2 separate regions of the Mus musculus genome follow, and region 2 is linked to region 1. The links are chromatin contacts, called in public promoter capture Hi-C maps. All regions are on one chromosome and are shown on one strand. The core of a region is the stretch at or near the end of the contact, and the rest is flanking DNA. Distances in the headings are between cores, read along the strand shown. Region 1 holds the start of Pdxp (pyridoxal (pyridoxine, vitamin B6) phosphatase). Region 2 holds the start of Kdelr3 (KDEL (Lys-Asp-Glu-Leu) endoplasmic reticulum protein retention receptor 3).

Region 1 (3,648 bases), core at 343-2,842:
TAGGTCTTCCTCCCACCCAGGGCCCCGTTTGCACAGCCTCTCAGGATCATGGGTTTCTCTTCTGAGACAGTCTAGCAGTTCCACCCAGTCTGTGTTCTGAAGACCAACACGCCCGTGTGTGTGCGCACACACACATAAACACACAGTTTTCTCGAGAGCAGGGATTGAGCTATCCATGGCCTTCCCTGAGTTGCTCTGTGTAGTCCCAGGCTAACGCTCCTTTCAGCTCTACACCTGAGGGTCTTTTGGGAGTGGGCTGGCAGAAGTGGGTCAGTGCATCTGGAAGCCCAATTTAGTAACCGAGTGGAGGCAGGGGCATGCTGTCTATGGTCTTCTAGGCTAAGAAACCCATTACAAAAGGCACAAAGAACAGAAAATAGTTGGGCCTCAAAGGCACGGTTTTTCTTCGGTCTCTTCCCTTCAGTTGCTCTGGGTTAGACAGCTACAGTTCTGCTTAGAACCAAAATATTGTGACAGTACAGATCCCTGTTCATCCCTGGTCCCCATACTTTGAATTACTGGTTATTCAAAGGCTTGACAGATTAAAAGGTTTCCGTCTACAAAATGGAGACCTAGGCAGTTGGGATCACCCCATCAATAAAATGGGTTACCAATTGGGCCTGGCCATCAAAATAGTGCCTAGTGCCCCCACACACATAAAACATGAAATCAGATCTCTGGGTTCCTGTCTTACAGCCATGTGTTTGATTATCTATTTATTTATTTATTGGGTTTTTTTTTTGTTTTGTTTTTTTGTTTTTTGAGACAGGGTTCTCTGAATACCCTTGGTCCTAGTACTTGCTCTGTAGACTAGGCTGGCTTGGAAATCAGAGCTCTTCCTACCTCTGATTCTGAGTGCTGGGATTAAATGTATGTGTTCGCATCGCCCGGCTAGAACGTTTTAACATTCATCTGTGTGGATGTGTGTGTGGAGGTCAGAAAACAACTGGAAGGAGTATGTTCTCTCCACCGTGAGGTTTCTGAAGAAGGAACTCGGGTCCTCAGCCTTGACAGCAAACTGCCATCATCTGCTGAACCATTCCACTGACCTGTACCTGTGTTTTAAAAATCATTTATCTAAAGCCATCGAACTATAAAGTATACATCTTACTAAACGGAAATTATACAACAACAACAACAAAAAAAAAAAACAAGTTCCCCAGGAGACTCCACAGCACAGTCAGATGACCAGAAGGATCACTGACCAGGTCTAAGAGCCCAGGCCAGCTTGCGAAGTCACGGGTGATGGAGCCCTGGCTCCATCACATCCACATGTTTCTAATGAGCCTCAATGGTTCCGAGGGCAACAAGATGTGGCCCGAAGACAACATCTCTCTCAGCCTCTGTTTTTCTCCTAGCAACCATCTGGCCTACGTTTTTAATTGGCTGGGAAGCGCACGGCGATTCGCTGCAGACCAGGCTGTCTCTTCATTGGTCGCCTCCTTCTAGTGGCGCCCGCGGTCCCGCCCCTTTCTCCGAGCTCCTTCGGGATCGGCCAGCACCTTCGACTAAATTCTAGTCGCTATTGGCTGAAGCCTGTGTTCGTAGCCCCGCCTCCTCCCCGTTCTGCGCGCCAATTGGTGAAGCTGCCCCTTGTCCACGGAGGGAGCGCAGCGCGCGCGTGCGAGCGGCCAGCCGGCTGCATGGCGCGCTGCGAGCGGCTGCGCGGCGCGGCCCTGCGCGACGTGCTGGGCCAGGCGCAGGGAGTCCTGTTCGACTGCGACGGAGTGCTGTGGAACGGCGAACGCATCGTGCCGGGCGCCCCTGAGCTGCTGCAGCGGCTGGCGCGGGCCGGCAAGAACACGCTGTTCGTGAGCAACAACAGCCGGCGCGCGCGGCCCGAGCTGGCGCTGCGCTTCGCCCGCCTGGGCTTCGCGGGGCTGCGCGCCGAGCAGCTCTTCAGCTCCGCGCTGTGTGCCGCGCGCCTCCTGCGCCAGCGGCTGTCCGGGCCGCCCGACGCATCGGGCGCAGTGTTCGTGCTGGGAGGCGAGGGGCTGCGCGCTGAGCTGCGCGCCGCGGGGCTGCGCCTGGCGGGGGACCCCGGCGAGGACCCGCGCGTGCGCGCCGTGCTCGTAGGCTACGACGAGCAGTTTTCCTTCTCCAGGTTGACCGAGGCGTGCGCGCACCTGCGCGACCCCGACTGCCTGCTCGTGGCCACCGATCGCGACCCTTGGCACCCGCTCAGCGACGGAAGCCGGACCCCCGGTGAGCACGGGACTGGGCGCGGGGATGTGTGCTGGGACCTGACGCGCTTTTCGGAATTCCTGCAGCTGCCGCCTGTCGGATAGTGGCCGAGGACCAGTTTGACACACGAGCCACCTTAGGCTCACTGTAGCTCAGGGAATTGCAGGTGGGATACAGATTTGGAACCGGCCTCTTGGGCTTTTGTCATTGGCCCCACCCACTTTGCAGGAGGGTTTGTCGAAGCGGTCTGGAAGGATGATGCCGGTGGAGAGCTGGATCCGCGCATCCAGAATCAGGGTAGTGGGGAAACTAGGGGGTAGTGGAGCTTGACCTTAGGCCAGTGGGGAGACTGGAAGGTAGTGGAGCTTGACCTCAGTTCCAGTTCTGGCCCTGTTTGGTTAACCCTGTGAGTTACATAACCTCGGAACCTGGTTTCCAGTGGGGTTCTTTACCATGTCGGTTATCCCCAGGCTTTTGAACCCAGCCCTCTAGTTTATTAATAGCTTCCTGAAGCTCCTTAATGGTGCCTTCATTTCCTTTCCAGATTAGTTCAAAAATAAGAGTTTTGGCCCATTTCACAGTTAAAGAAATTGGTACTTAAGGGAGGTGAGCTGCCAGGGAACACACAGCATAGAGCAGGGGAACCTGACTTGGCCTTTGGGGACCCCCCATCCATCCATCCACCCATCCAAGAGCAGTCCAGGCTGTTCAGGCCTGTACCTAAACAGAAGCGCTGACCTCTGGCATGAGCCCCAAGAGATGGAGGGATCAGAGACTTACCAGATAGTGATGAATGGCTATAGACAGGTTTGGTTCCTCCAGATGAGACATGGACATATCTCTGCCACTCTCTTCTGCTAGCCTTTGGCTCACATAGTCCTTGATACCAAATTCAGGGGTTCTGCAGGGTGGTATTGCAGGAAGTGAGGGAGTCACGGGTTCGAGATGGGGCAGTGAAATGGATGCCTGTGGAGAGGATCTGGGAAGCCTTCCCGGAGGAGGCATACCGTCAGGCTGGTGTAGCCGAAAAAGGAAGTTACTGTCTGGGCCTTTCCTGGCTCTGCCTGAGACCTACCCTCACCTCATACATGAACCTTCTCCCCACAAATCTAGAGGTCACAGCTGTAGCAGCCTTTTTTCCCCCATCTTGTTACTATCGAGTCCGATTTCCCAAAAAGCTTGGGTTGAAGCTCTGGGGCAAGGGCTTCTCCAGGGTCCCTTGAAGGGTGGTCTGAGGAGCTTGGGAGAGACAGGACCTAGCCCCTGACCTCTGCAGGAACCCTCCTGGCTTCTCCTGTCTGCTTACCCATCTATTCAACCTGCCAGTTCCTCCTACTGCCTAGAGGGGGAGACAGAGCTTTACACAACAGGCTTGCAGCCGCGTTTGCGAGTGATGAGTGATGTAGCTTCCTCGCATTGATTAACAAATGCCTGGTAGCTGTGCGCAGTAGCCCAGGAGCAGGG
Region 2 (3,648 bases), core at 479-2,978, 600 kb after region 1:
TGGGCCCTGGATTCTGTGTGTGGTGTGAGAATGGCAGTGCCCTCCCTACTTGGGCACATTGTTGAGATGGTGTCCCTCAAGCCTATACCGTGCCCGTGTTTTGTGTGTGTGCATCTGTATGTGTGTATGAGTATCTGAGTGTGTCTGTGTGTGCATCTGTCTGTGTCTGTCTGTGTGTGTCTGTGTGTCCATGTGTACGTATGTCTGTGTGAGTGTGCATTTGTCTCTGTGTGTTTTATATAAGCTTCCTCTGAGATTAAAACATTCTATCCTGCTGGGTAGCTCCTTAAGCAGGGAGGTAAACAACAACAAGAATAGTCTCAGGAACTCCCTGAAACTGAGCAGATTCCCTAGGCTCCTCCCTGCCAGAGTAAGCAGGGAGTAAGAAGACTCAGAACAAGAAGAGCAGCCTTCGAGAGATTTAGACCAACTGAGGCACCTGGGAAGGATATTCTCCAACCTGCTGAGCTGCCTGCAGGCAGTGGGAAGAGCTCCAGGTTCCCAGCTTGGTGAGCTGTCACCCATGCTGGGTGGGCTTTGGTGATGCAGCTGTCTCTGAGTCATTCCTGCTCCTGTAAGCAACCCTTCACCCATATTCCTCTAAGTAACTCCAGCAAAACTCATTAATTCATGAAGCTGGATATTGGTACTATCTGTACTTTAGGCTGTCGTGGGCTCCCTATCTGGGGTGAGCAGACAAGTGTGTTTCATCTCCCCAGGAAAGGTGTGTGTGTGTGTGTGTGTGTGTGTGTGTGTGTGTGTGTAGATTCACAGCAAGCTGCCCAGGGTCCCCCATGCTGCACCCCCCAGGCAGTGCTACTGGTCACATGCAAAGCCTCCCAGAACTGCTTTGTGCGGGGAGTAATGGTAAAGCAATGGAGGCCAGGAAAGAGTTGGCGAACACCGTAAGCAACAGATCTTCATCCTGCCGAAGCCTCTCCTGCACACAGAGGGAGCCAGACGAAGCCATTTCTTTAGGAAGAAACCAGCTACAGGAGGGAGGGGGGCTGGGATCAAGGAGAAGGCAGAAAGGCCCTTGGTTTATCGGTTCCATAGCTATAGATTAATAGACCTGTGCCCAGAGAGGATGCTTCACATAGCAATGGAGGCCTCCAGCCCACCTAAGATTCTTCCTACTCTATCCTGCCTGCCTCTATGCCGTGCTTGGAGTTTTTCCTGGTCAGTGAAGTTCTTTCCAGTGTCTTCCCACATGAAGAAGAGGGGGGCAGAAATGAAGGCGGTGGGCATCCCCAACACACTCAGCCTCTTTTACACCATTAGCATCTCCCTTGTAGTCAATACTGAAGCCCAGAAAGGGGACTCAGAGTCAGCCTCTCTCCCCACCGGAAACCATCAACAAGGTTATCTCAGAGCTAGCTCAGGTTATCTCAGAGTTTAACAGGTGATGGCTCCTTTCAGCACCACTTCCCGGGAGTTCCAACCTGGGAGGTCTTCCGCGGCTGAAAGCCTGCTTCCACCACCCAGGGCCCAACAGAGCTATGAAAGTCAGGACTTGAAGTGAGTGCCAGGCCCTGACTGTGGTTTCTGGGGATGAGAGGAACACTTGGTGCCTACGCAGGACCAGAGAGGGAGGGGCTCGGCTTGGGCCAGCAGCGGCTGTGTAAGCTGCCCCGCCTGTCGGCGTGGGGACGTGAGAAGCGCTGCTTCCTGGCTCCTGTCCCGCGCCTGGCCGCCCCGCCACGTCACCGCGCGGCCAAGGGTGCGCGCGGCGGGAGCGCGCCAGCAAGGAGGCGCGGCACCGGCCTGGGGCACCGCGAGGAGCAGGGACGGGGACGTGGCAGCGCCCCGCGCAACAGAAAGTTCCCTGGGAAGTTCTGCGCGACACGGCGCGGGAGCGGCGGGCGGGACCATGAACGTGTTCCGAATCCTCGGGGACCTGAGCCACCTCCTGGCTATGATCTTGCTCCTGGTGAAGATCTGGAGGTCCAAGAGCTGCGCCGGTGAGCGGCGCCCGGGGCGGGGCGGGACCGGACCATGGTGAGGACTTAGGCTCAGAGGGAAGCCGGGCGCGCGCGCTTCCAAAAACTTCAGCGAAGTTTTTCGACATCAGAGGATCCGGGAGATTATGAGGGAGCGTGGCTTCTGTCTCCATGAAGAGCCCTACCTCACGCTTCTCGCCCTATCCTTAACTGGGCAGCTGGCAGTATCACGGCTGCTGGGCGAGGAGTGGAGGGGGACCTTCCCCTGGGAGGAGACCATATTTGAAGTCGCCTTAGTCGTCGAGTCTTCATTCTCTCCTGCCTTTTATTTCCCCAGAGAGAGCCTTTTCCTGCCAGCTGGTGATATCAGCCTGGCCCAGGGATGTGGAGCTGGCTCTGAGTGGAAGGCGTTGGAGGGGCTCGCGATTTGTCTACAGGTCTAGCGGCCTTGCTGGGATGGGAAATATCTGGAGGCTGGGTTGATGATTTCAGTCCCCGGGTTAATAAGAAGCTGCCCATTGTCTTTCAGCCATCTCCGTTCCTAGCGTTCCCTGCCTGTCCCAGGCATGCAATTGAGTGTGAGCTCAGACTCTACCAGAGCTGGGGAGGCAGAGAGCAGCTGAGGGCTACGTGGACAGAGAGGATGGGCAGGGTATGTGCTCAAGGTACAGGGTACGGTGTTGAGAACACCCGTGCAAATACGTAGAAGCCACAGGGCATAGGGCATGTCCTGGGAAGGACACAGGAGGAAGAGGAATCCAGAAGGTAGGATGGACTAATGGTGAAAGGCTTTTTCCGGTCACATTCGGGATCCAGGATGAAGGAAACCATCGAAGAAGTAGGAGCAGAGGCAGAGGCTCAGCAGGTCTCTTGAGACTCCGGAAATGGAGGTTGAGAGCATTTTGAGATGTCACCTGGGAGGCTGATCAGGAGAGGGACTTGGTTGAGTATGGATCAGACACATTTTGGATCCAGTGGCTCTGGACTGAATTAGACGTTACCGGGGGTTTGTAGTAGTCAGTTGCCTGAGAGATCGTCTCTCACGGCCCTTCTGCTTGCTGGGCCTGTGACTTTGCTTTAGAGGTCCGGGGTAGGATTGGGGGAGTGCTTGTTACCTCCTCCCTCATCCTGTGAGGGACACTGTGCCCTGATACCCCAATGCCCTGCCTTAGGGAGCTGACCTACTGAGAGACCAGCAGAAAGCGACAGGAGGAGCAAATCAGTATGCGTTGCTGTAGGCGAAAGAAAAATGGCAGCTGGTGCCAGCCCCAAATGCCAGAGACACACTGGCCACTGTCCCACTGTCCTGCTGAGTTGTGTAGCCTGGGGCTTCTGTTTCCCTATCAGTCAGAGGGACTCACTCACGGTGTCTCTCTTCTCCTGGGCTTCTGGTAGGGATAGTGTTTATGTGTTTATGTGTGGAGCCACTATGGGTAGAACCCTGAGCCTACAAGGTTAAGAGGACTGGAGGATATAGTGGCCAGGTATCCCCCATGAAGCTGCTGCCTAGACTGTCCTAATAGGGCAGGTGCCTCTTTGGCAAGGGCTTGGTGAAGGGGCAACACAGCCAGCCCCACCTGGTCTAGGTCGCCTCCCCATCTGTGTCACCCCCTATAGGAGTTCCTTTATGGCCTCGTCTGTCTCCCTGCTAGGCTCTACTCAGGTCCTAGGTCTTGGTCACATGGCTCCAATCACATGTGCGGGGGAT

Evidence for each region. Promoter capture Hi-C pulls out the DNA fragments that hold promoters and counts their contacts.
Region 2: a promoter capture Hi-C map of neural stem cells shows a contact between it and region 1. The contact joins the promoter of Kdelr3 here to the promoter of Pdxp in region 1. A contact is called at or near these places in 4 of 39 promoter capture datasets (embryonic stem cells, liver and neural stem cells), 1 of 484 Hi-C or Micro-C datasets (uterus) and 1 of 9 other capture datasets (liver).

The regions. Positions count from the first base shown.
Region 1 is chr15:78,912,327-78,915,974 of GRCm38.p6, forward strand. Pdxp (pyridoxal (pyridoxine, vitamin B6) phosphatase) reads left to right here and starts at 1,593. Exons shown (of 2, transcript NM_020271.3): 1 at 1,593-2,205. The coding sequence starts at 1,644. Gm30368 (a long non-coding RNA gene) reads right to left here. Exons shown (of 6, transcript XR_003951546.1): 5 at 2,965-3,648.
Region 2 is chr15:79,514,680-79,518,327 of GRCm38.p6, forward strand. Kdelr3 (KDEL (Lys-Asp-Glu-Leu) endoplasmic reticulum protein retention receptor 3) reads left to right here and starts at 1,729. Exons shown (of 5, transcript NM_134090.2): 1 at 1,729-1,961. The coding sequence starts at 1,871.